2 separate regions of the Rattus norvegicus genome follow, and region 1 is linked to region 2. A link is a contact called in public Hi-C data. All regions are on one chromosome and are shown on one strand. Each heading gives the region's core, a stretch centred on a gene start, on an enhancer-like site or on the middle of the called end of the contact. The rest is flanking DNA. Distances are from core to core; before and after follow the strand shown.

What was found. A called contact is a pair of places that touch in the nucleus more often than the background predicts.
Region 1: a Hi-C map of psoas muscle shows a contact between it and region 2, with 2.5 times the contacts expected there. The contact joins two enhancer-like sites. A contact is called at or near these places in 1 of 12 Hi-C or Micro-C datasets (psoas muscle) and 1 of 1 datasets of contacts at active chromatin or transcription factors (oligodendrocytes).

What each region holds. Positions count from the first base shown.
Region 1 is chr6:104,657,843-104,661,743 of GRCr8, forward strand. No RefSeq gene overlaps it. Among named protein-coding and RNA genes, the nearest start is that of Zfp36l1, 8.9 kb to the right of the region's middle. Within about 2 kb of position 2,214, at least 11 of the 93 cell types and tissues checked have an H3K27ac peak or open chromatin away from gene starts, as enhancers often do.
Region 2 is chr6:104,460,086-104,463,741 of GRCr8, forward strand. No RefSeq gene overlaps it. Among named protein-coding and RNA genes, the nearest start is that of Atp5pdl1, 32 kb to the left of the region's middle. Within about 2 kb of position 2,211, at least 41 of the 93 cell types and tissues checked have an H3K27ac peak or open chromatin away from gene starts, as enhancers often do.

The DNA of each region.
Region 1 (3,901 bases), core at 964-3,463, 200 kb after region 2:
AGCCCATATGGACAATCTTTAGGACCATGGCTTCTCAATGCTGGCTCACCCACGAACCAAAGCTCTCCTCTCGTCAGTCCTAGCATGGCCTCCTTTTGCCCTTCCTATGAATCATGAGAGGTACCAAGTACCTACAGGAGATTTATTTTAAATCTGCCAAGGGGAAAATTAATTTCTGTTGTGGATGGCTGCATTTACTAATTAGTCCACTTCCATGCCCCCACATTACTGTCAACGTTCCTATAGAAGCAACACGTGACAGTCGGGTATTTCAAACCCCCTCCTCAGCCAGGTCACTCTCCTACTCTGAGCCCATTTCTTTCTCCCATAAAAGGGGGATCACAGAGCTACCAACATCTTGTAGCTGTTGCTGTTACAAAAATACCCACAATTTATTAGTTTCCTATAGCCCGGTACTGAAACTATTTATTTATTCATTCATTCATTTACTTACTTATGCATACTATTTAGCACTCAGATCAAACTTACAGGATTTTTGTTTTGAATTACAACGTTTTTTAGATTTATTTTACTTTATGTGCATGAAGATTTTTGCCTACATGCACGTATGTAAACTGTGTGCATATCTGTTGGATCCCCCAGAACTTGACTTACAGATGGTTGTGAGCCACTATGAGGGTGCTGGGAATTGAGTCTAGGTCCTCTGTATGAACAGACAGTGCTCTTAACCTCGGAGCTATAACTCTAGCCCCTTTTTTGTTTTGATGTATAATTTAAATACGATAAAGTACTCATGTCTTCAGAACAGCTCAATGGATTTTACTGTCTTATCATAGACCCCTTTTGCCCAGTCTCCAACTCCTTACAAATGAACTCATACTGTATGCACCTTTCCTTCATTTTTTAACTTGGGGTCTCTTGCAGCCTATGCTGACCTCAAACATGTAGCAAACTGGGCCCTAAACTGCTTTCTAACTTTTGGCTTAAGGCTACAGACTGGTCCTGAGGCTGAAGAGTATCTTGAACCCAGGTTCCTTTGACTCCAGAAACAGCTCCTTCCCCACTTGCTGTTCCGGGAATAGAAGAAATGAAATCTGCCCCCTGTGATCATGCTCTTGCCCCCTAAGATATATCTGGAAGAAAAAGATAGATCCAGGGGCCGTGGTGACACAGACCTTTAATCCCAGCACTTGGGAGGCAGAAGCAGGCAGATCTCTGAGTACAAGGCCCGCCTGGTCTATAGAGCAAGTTCCAAGGCAGCCAGGGTAACAGAGAGAAACCCTGGCTTAAAACACACACACACACACACACACACACACACACACACACACACACACACACACAGAGAGAGAGAGAGAGAGAGAGAGAGAGAGAGAGAGAGAGAGAGAGAGAGAGAGATCCAGGTCCAGGTAGAAAGAAAACGACACTAGGTTTGGCAATTGCCAATATTTATTTTTGTTGCACGACCAGCTGATAGGATAGTACAGGTATGGCCGTCACTCATAGCCCTGTACCTTGAGACCAACGCTTTGCCAACATTTCACAACAAGTACAAACAAGCTACACAAGGAAGAGATACCCTCCTCCACTGATCAGCAACAACTCCCAAGCAACCCCTTGCTCTGCTCCCCCAAACTAGTTTCTCAGATAGGAGCTCAGTTGTTCCCATTTGGGACTCCTCCAAAGAGCAATGCAGGCCTTCAGGCCAGGTGTCTCTTACCCAAGCATTACCCATCAAAGAGTGGAGGCCTCAGAGCTAACCTGACCTCAAGAACAGGCCAAGGTGTTTGCCCTGTTCCCAGCTCTCTGTACCTGCAGGCCTCAGCCGGGGACCATCTGCAAGGCAGCCCAGCAGGCAACAGGAGCCTTGCTGACCTCCCTGCCACCTCACCCCCTGAACTCAGGTAGCATTCCAGTCAGGCCAGCCAGACATGATTAAATGCTTGGCTACGTGCAGGGGTGGGAGACCCTGAGGGAAGAAGGGCTCAGAGCCAACTCCCTGAGACACCCAGGGCACCCTTTGGTCTGTTGATCATTAACAGAAGCCACCTCACAGCAGGTAGAAAGGGGAAAGTCCAAGGGGATGGCCTGTTCCCTCCTCCCAGCACCCTTCTCCAAACATGCCAATCCAGAGTTTCATGGGCCATGAGCTCATGACCCTGGGGGAAGGTGTGTGCAGAGTCATCCAATCCAGCCAGTGCCTCTCGGCTTCTGCAGCTCACCACCAAGGGTGAGGGAGACAGGAACTGACCCTGGTCATCTGTCATTACTTCATGCCAGGGACTGTGCCCAGTGACTTCAGTGCAGCAGCCTATGACATTCCACAGGACAGTGATAAAATGCCATGACATTGCTAATGAGCCTGAGTTCGGGTCCGGAGACCTTCTCACTTCTCCCATGCAAAATGCTGTATGTGACGGTCAGTTTAATTGTCAACTTGATACAACCTAGAACCCCAGAGGAGAGGAGTCTCGGAGACGGAGATTGTCTAGATGGCTTGGCCCACAGGTGTCCTGTGAGGGACTGTCTAGATGGCCTTAACTGACACCAGAAGACCCAGGCAGACATCGAGAGGCGTCATTCCCTGGTTGGGAATCCTGGACAGTGCAACAGTAGAGAATGCTAGCTGAACATTAAACACGTATGCATTCATCTCTCTCTGTTCTTGGCTGTACTTTCACTAGGTCCTAAATTCTTGCTGTCTTGGTTTCCCTGCTGTGATGGATTACAACCTGGAACTGTGAGCTAAGACAAACTCTTGCTCCCTAAATCACCTCTCTGTCAGGGTCTTTTATCACAGTCATGAAATGTCACTGGGACTCTGTGGAACTTCCTCCGTGCCATCAGTGTGAGCATCTGACACTAAGGTCCTAAAAATACTGCCTGGTATCCATGAAAGCTGCTGCTACTGTGTGTCCCCTTAATCGCCAGTCACCCTTAAGACAGGTGGTTTGGCTTGCTAAGATGGCTCAGTGGGCAAAGGGTCTTGTGGCTAAGCCTGAAGGACCCACCCACACAGTGGAAGGAAAGAACCAGCTCCTGCAAGTTGTCCTCTGAGGTCCACATGCACACTGTGGCACTCATGCACTCATACACCTTAAATAAAAAAGAAACATTCTTCTGCTCGCACTCTCTGTCTCTCTTTGTCTCTGTCTCTGTCTCTGTCTCTCTCTCTCTCTCACACACACACACACTCACACACACACACAAACACACAAACAAACACACAAACACACAAAGCTATCTACTAAAGTGCCAGGGATTTGTGATCCAATTACATTTCTGAAGCCCAATAGGCCTCTACCTTCCTTCTGATAATGAGGAATCAAGACCGGGAAAGGTCATCCTGATCTACATAGTGAGTTACAGGTTAGCTAAAGTTACATAGTAAGACCTTATTGAAGAGAAAGAGGAGGAGGAGAGGGAGAAGGAAGGAGGAAGAAGAAGAAAAGGAAGAGGAGGAGGAAGAGGAAGAAGAAGAGGAGAAGGAGGAGAAGGAGAAGGAAAAAGAGAAGAGAAGGAGGAAGAAGAGAAGGAGAAGGAGGAGGAGGAGGAAGAGAAGGAGAAGGAGGAAGAGGAGGAGAAGAGAAGGAGAAGGAGAAGGGGAAGGAGAAGAAGGAGGAGAGGTCAGTAGCCCAAACAGCTCGTTGCTTTGAGCTGCTCCAGAGGAAAGCTGGTAGAGACAGCAACCCTGAGGCCTTGCCCACACAAAGGAGATCTTGTATAAGCTGGAGATAACCCAGATCCTGGGCAGGGGTAGGATCTGTACCCAGGCAATCAGAGCAGGAGCTAGTCTTCAGGGACACAGATCCTTGTGTGGACCTTACTTTCAGCTCCCACTGCAGGGTTTAACCCCCGCCATCTGTGAAACCACATTTCCTGATGTTCTGGGGGCCTAGTGCTGAGGGCCCCTGCCAAGGCCCGTTCTAATACACCTGGG
Region 2 (3,656 bases), core at 961-3,460:
TGTCTCTGCTTCCCTGTCTCCTTTTTTCTAAAAGCCCTTGCAGCCTGCATTTTAGGATAGGCATCCCGATCATCCCGACTCTCCAATGACCCCTCCTGTGGACACTTGTGTCACTCCAGGGATATAGAAAGAGCTGCTCAGCAGATGGGGGCCAGACCTTTGCAACTGAAAATTCTCCTTTAAAGTTCTGAAGCTCTGTCCCAGGCAGGCCGCGAGGCTGTGTGATCTACAAGGTGAGACAGGGAGTTTTGAGGCTGGAGTCAAAGGAAAGAGAAACGTAGCTATGCAGACTCCCAGACAGCAGCCAGTTAACCCTGCCCTTTCCAAGCCTGCTGTGGGACTTTACAAGGGCCTCATCTCCGAGTAGTTATGCCTCAGTTTCTCCTGCAGGGATGTTGTGGCACATGGGAAACTTAACTCCTTTTCCATGCTCTAGAATGTCAAGAGCAATAACGTAGTATTTTTTTTATTGGTTCTGTATTCTATTTAATTTTTCACTTTTTTTTTCATAGGATCTTGCTATATACCCCAGATTGGACTGAAAGTCATAATCCTCCTGCCTCAGTCACCCGAGTACTGCAATTGTAGCCTTGAGTCATCTATCATTCCCCACTCTGATTTTCTTCTCTGACTTTCAGTTGTGAGTAGCTGAGTAAATGAGAGTTGCTGTTCCTCAGCTGTTGAAAGAGCTTGGTGGAATACGGGGTTTGCACAAAGCCCAACCCCCAAACTCCTTCACCCATGTGGTAGAAGGAGTGAATTGACTTCTGAAAGCTGTCTCCTGACCATTGAACATGTGTCAGGCCACATGTGTGCCCATGTGTACACAGATGAATAAATTAAAATGTAATTAAAATTAAAAAGAGTCATTGCTACTCTATAAGGGAAAGATCTTCACTCATCGAAGGAACCCACAAGCTGGGTCACCTCATGCCTTCGTCAACAGTGCATCTCTGAAAGACATCCTGTTAGTGGCCCAGTGCTTTTTTGTCCTCTTCCTGGAGAAGGTGACAGACACCACAGGGGAATGTTCTAAGTGAAAAGGCCAGCATCCCTGGAAAACAGCAACAGAAGCCTCTGCATGGAGCCCATTAGCAATACATCCAAACACCGTCTGATCCGGAGGAAGAGACATGTTCCACGGAAGGCCCTGGTTCCTGCCAATCCCTCCCCGGTTCACTGCTGGGAACCACAAGAGTGGCCTCTCTCAGTCCTGCTGCCCCACTGGTCAGTGGAAGGGCAGAGTTGGCAGAAGAACCTTTGTGAGCCTTGTTGACTCTGCTGGGTTCAGAGAGGCCTTCACAGTTGACTCAGCGAAGGAGAGTTGTTTACTTCCCCAGCCTCAGGTCTGCCAAGCACGGGGGCCGGCTGGGCAGTTTAGTGCCCAGGTCTCTCACTCCCACACAGGTACCTGCAGAAATCAGTGAACCACGCCTGCCAGGCAGGCCAGACTGAGCCTGCATCAAGCTGCTTTCCCCCTCAGCACAGGCTTCTTCCTCCTTGCCAGTTCAGCTAGCCAGGCCTGCTTTAGTGACACTCCTGGGCTGGGTTTCTTTCTTTCTTCCTTAAGTCCAGAGCCCAGTTATTTACCCAAAGAAAACAGGGAAGTGACAAGGTAACAGAGTACACATGTTGTGAAAATATGCAGGCCGAGGCTGAAGAAAAGAAAACATTCTTCCATAAGTAGCTGCCTTGTTAATTCATTTTTTTCCCTTCCAGATTAGAACCAGCCATGGCTTGTGCTCCTTCAAGTACCTTCTGTGGTTCTGTGACAGCTGCCTACATGGGGCAAGATTTGGCCTGAAAAATGGGCCATCGGTCATGCTTTGGGTGGGGTGCAGGTAGGGGGAGGGTCAGACACTAAAATTCCCAGATTGCTCAAATTCACTGATCCCTCTCTAGACAGGATACAGGAGGAAGGGAGGTGGTGTGGAGAGAGGATTGCATAAATGTCCAGGCATAAGCTGATTTTCCACAAGAAGCCACAGCTTGGTAATGAACAGTCTTTGGAATGAGCTTTTCAACTCCTTTCGAAGTTGGTTTCCGATCCCTGGCAAACCCGGGCTCTACAGCCTTGAGTAACGGCCACAGGCTGATTCTCAGCAATTAAAAATAATATTGGCCCTGATAGAGAACTCTTGGGCACCCCCTCCCTTACACACCCTTTTTATTACATGCCAAAGATTACTTTCCCAAACCTGTTTCAGAACAGCTGGCCGAGTTGGAGGAGCAGGCTCAGCCCTCATGACTGTAGATATTAATAGCATTTGCTCTGCCTGGTGTTTGGGGCAGGAAGAGGGTGACCTGCGTCTGTTTGGAAAGTTGGGCCCTAATCAGTTTGGGGCCTGCTCTCTCTTCCCTGCATTCTTTAAACCTCAAACTCTACAGATAGTGGCTGAGGAAGCCCACAGAGAGGCTGGTTAGGGCCAAATATCCTCCGCTATAAATCTTCAGACTTCTCAGTCTTTCCTTCGTAGACGTTCTCTGCCTTCCAGTCTGTGGGTATCGGCCAGAGGACTGGCCAGGTTCCTTTTAAGGGAGGTCACCCACAGAGGCCTGGGCAGCCCCTGATAGCACTTTCTGGTAACAGAACCTGCTGATCCTGGTGTTACAGCACAGGCCTGCAAGGCAGAGTGGCCTCGGTCCTCTTTCCTAAAGACCTGAGGGCGGCATGGGTTGGGGAAGCATTTCTAGCCCTTATAGCCACAGTTTGTCAGCTTCCCACGGTCAGCACCCAGCAGCCTTAACCTCAGAATGGGTGGAAATCCCACTGTCTCCCCACATGGCTGACCACAACCACCACAAAGCACCTTCTCAAGATACCAGGATAGGGCTGGGATGGTCTTGATTGTCAGGTTGGGTTGCAGCTCAAGTGGAAAACCTTGAGAACAAGGCAGATTATGGGTCTGAGAATAAGGTCCCTTTCCTAGGTGGACATTTCCCAAGAAGAAGACGATGGTGGGTAAGAAGCCACATTCAATCAGAAGCCATGGATTCCTGGTAGAGGGTACTTCAGAATGAAAGCATCAAACCGGGGCCACCCACCTTTGCTAGAATGCTTACATGGCCCCTGGCTCCAACAGAGAGAGCATAGCTCTCCCAACACTGGGCCAGACTCCAGCCTCTGGCCATAGGTGGAAGACTATTTCCGGTGATTGTTTTCAGATATTTTATATCCAGTGTGTGAAAATATAATAGTGACCAGAAAGAGACGCACACGCACGCACGCACCCTACAAAGGTGGTCCCGTCCTTCACTAGAAAGGTCAGAGGACCCTTTTCTCATTTAAGTCCTTGATGTGGATCCAAGGGAAGCTGTTTCTTTGAAGTCAGCAGAGACTACAGCTGGCCCAGCTGTGAGGGTGTGGCCGGGGACTCAGACAGGATGCGCTGCCTTATCAGGGGCCGTTCTAATTCCCTCCCCTGAGGACCACGTTTCCTCCGGCAAAAGGTGACTTCAGAGCCATTTGTTCAGGAGTCTGAGGAAGACTCACTATAACCCATAGTGATCTTGTTCTCTCCGAAGGCAAGCCTTTCTGAGTGTAAAACTCCAGGCACCAGGGCTGGGGATTTAGCTCAGTGGTAGAGCACTTACCTAGGAAGCGCAAGGCCTTGGGTTCGGTCCCCAGCTCCGAAAAAAAGAACCAAAAAAAAAAA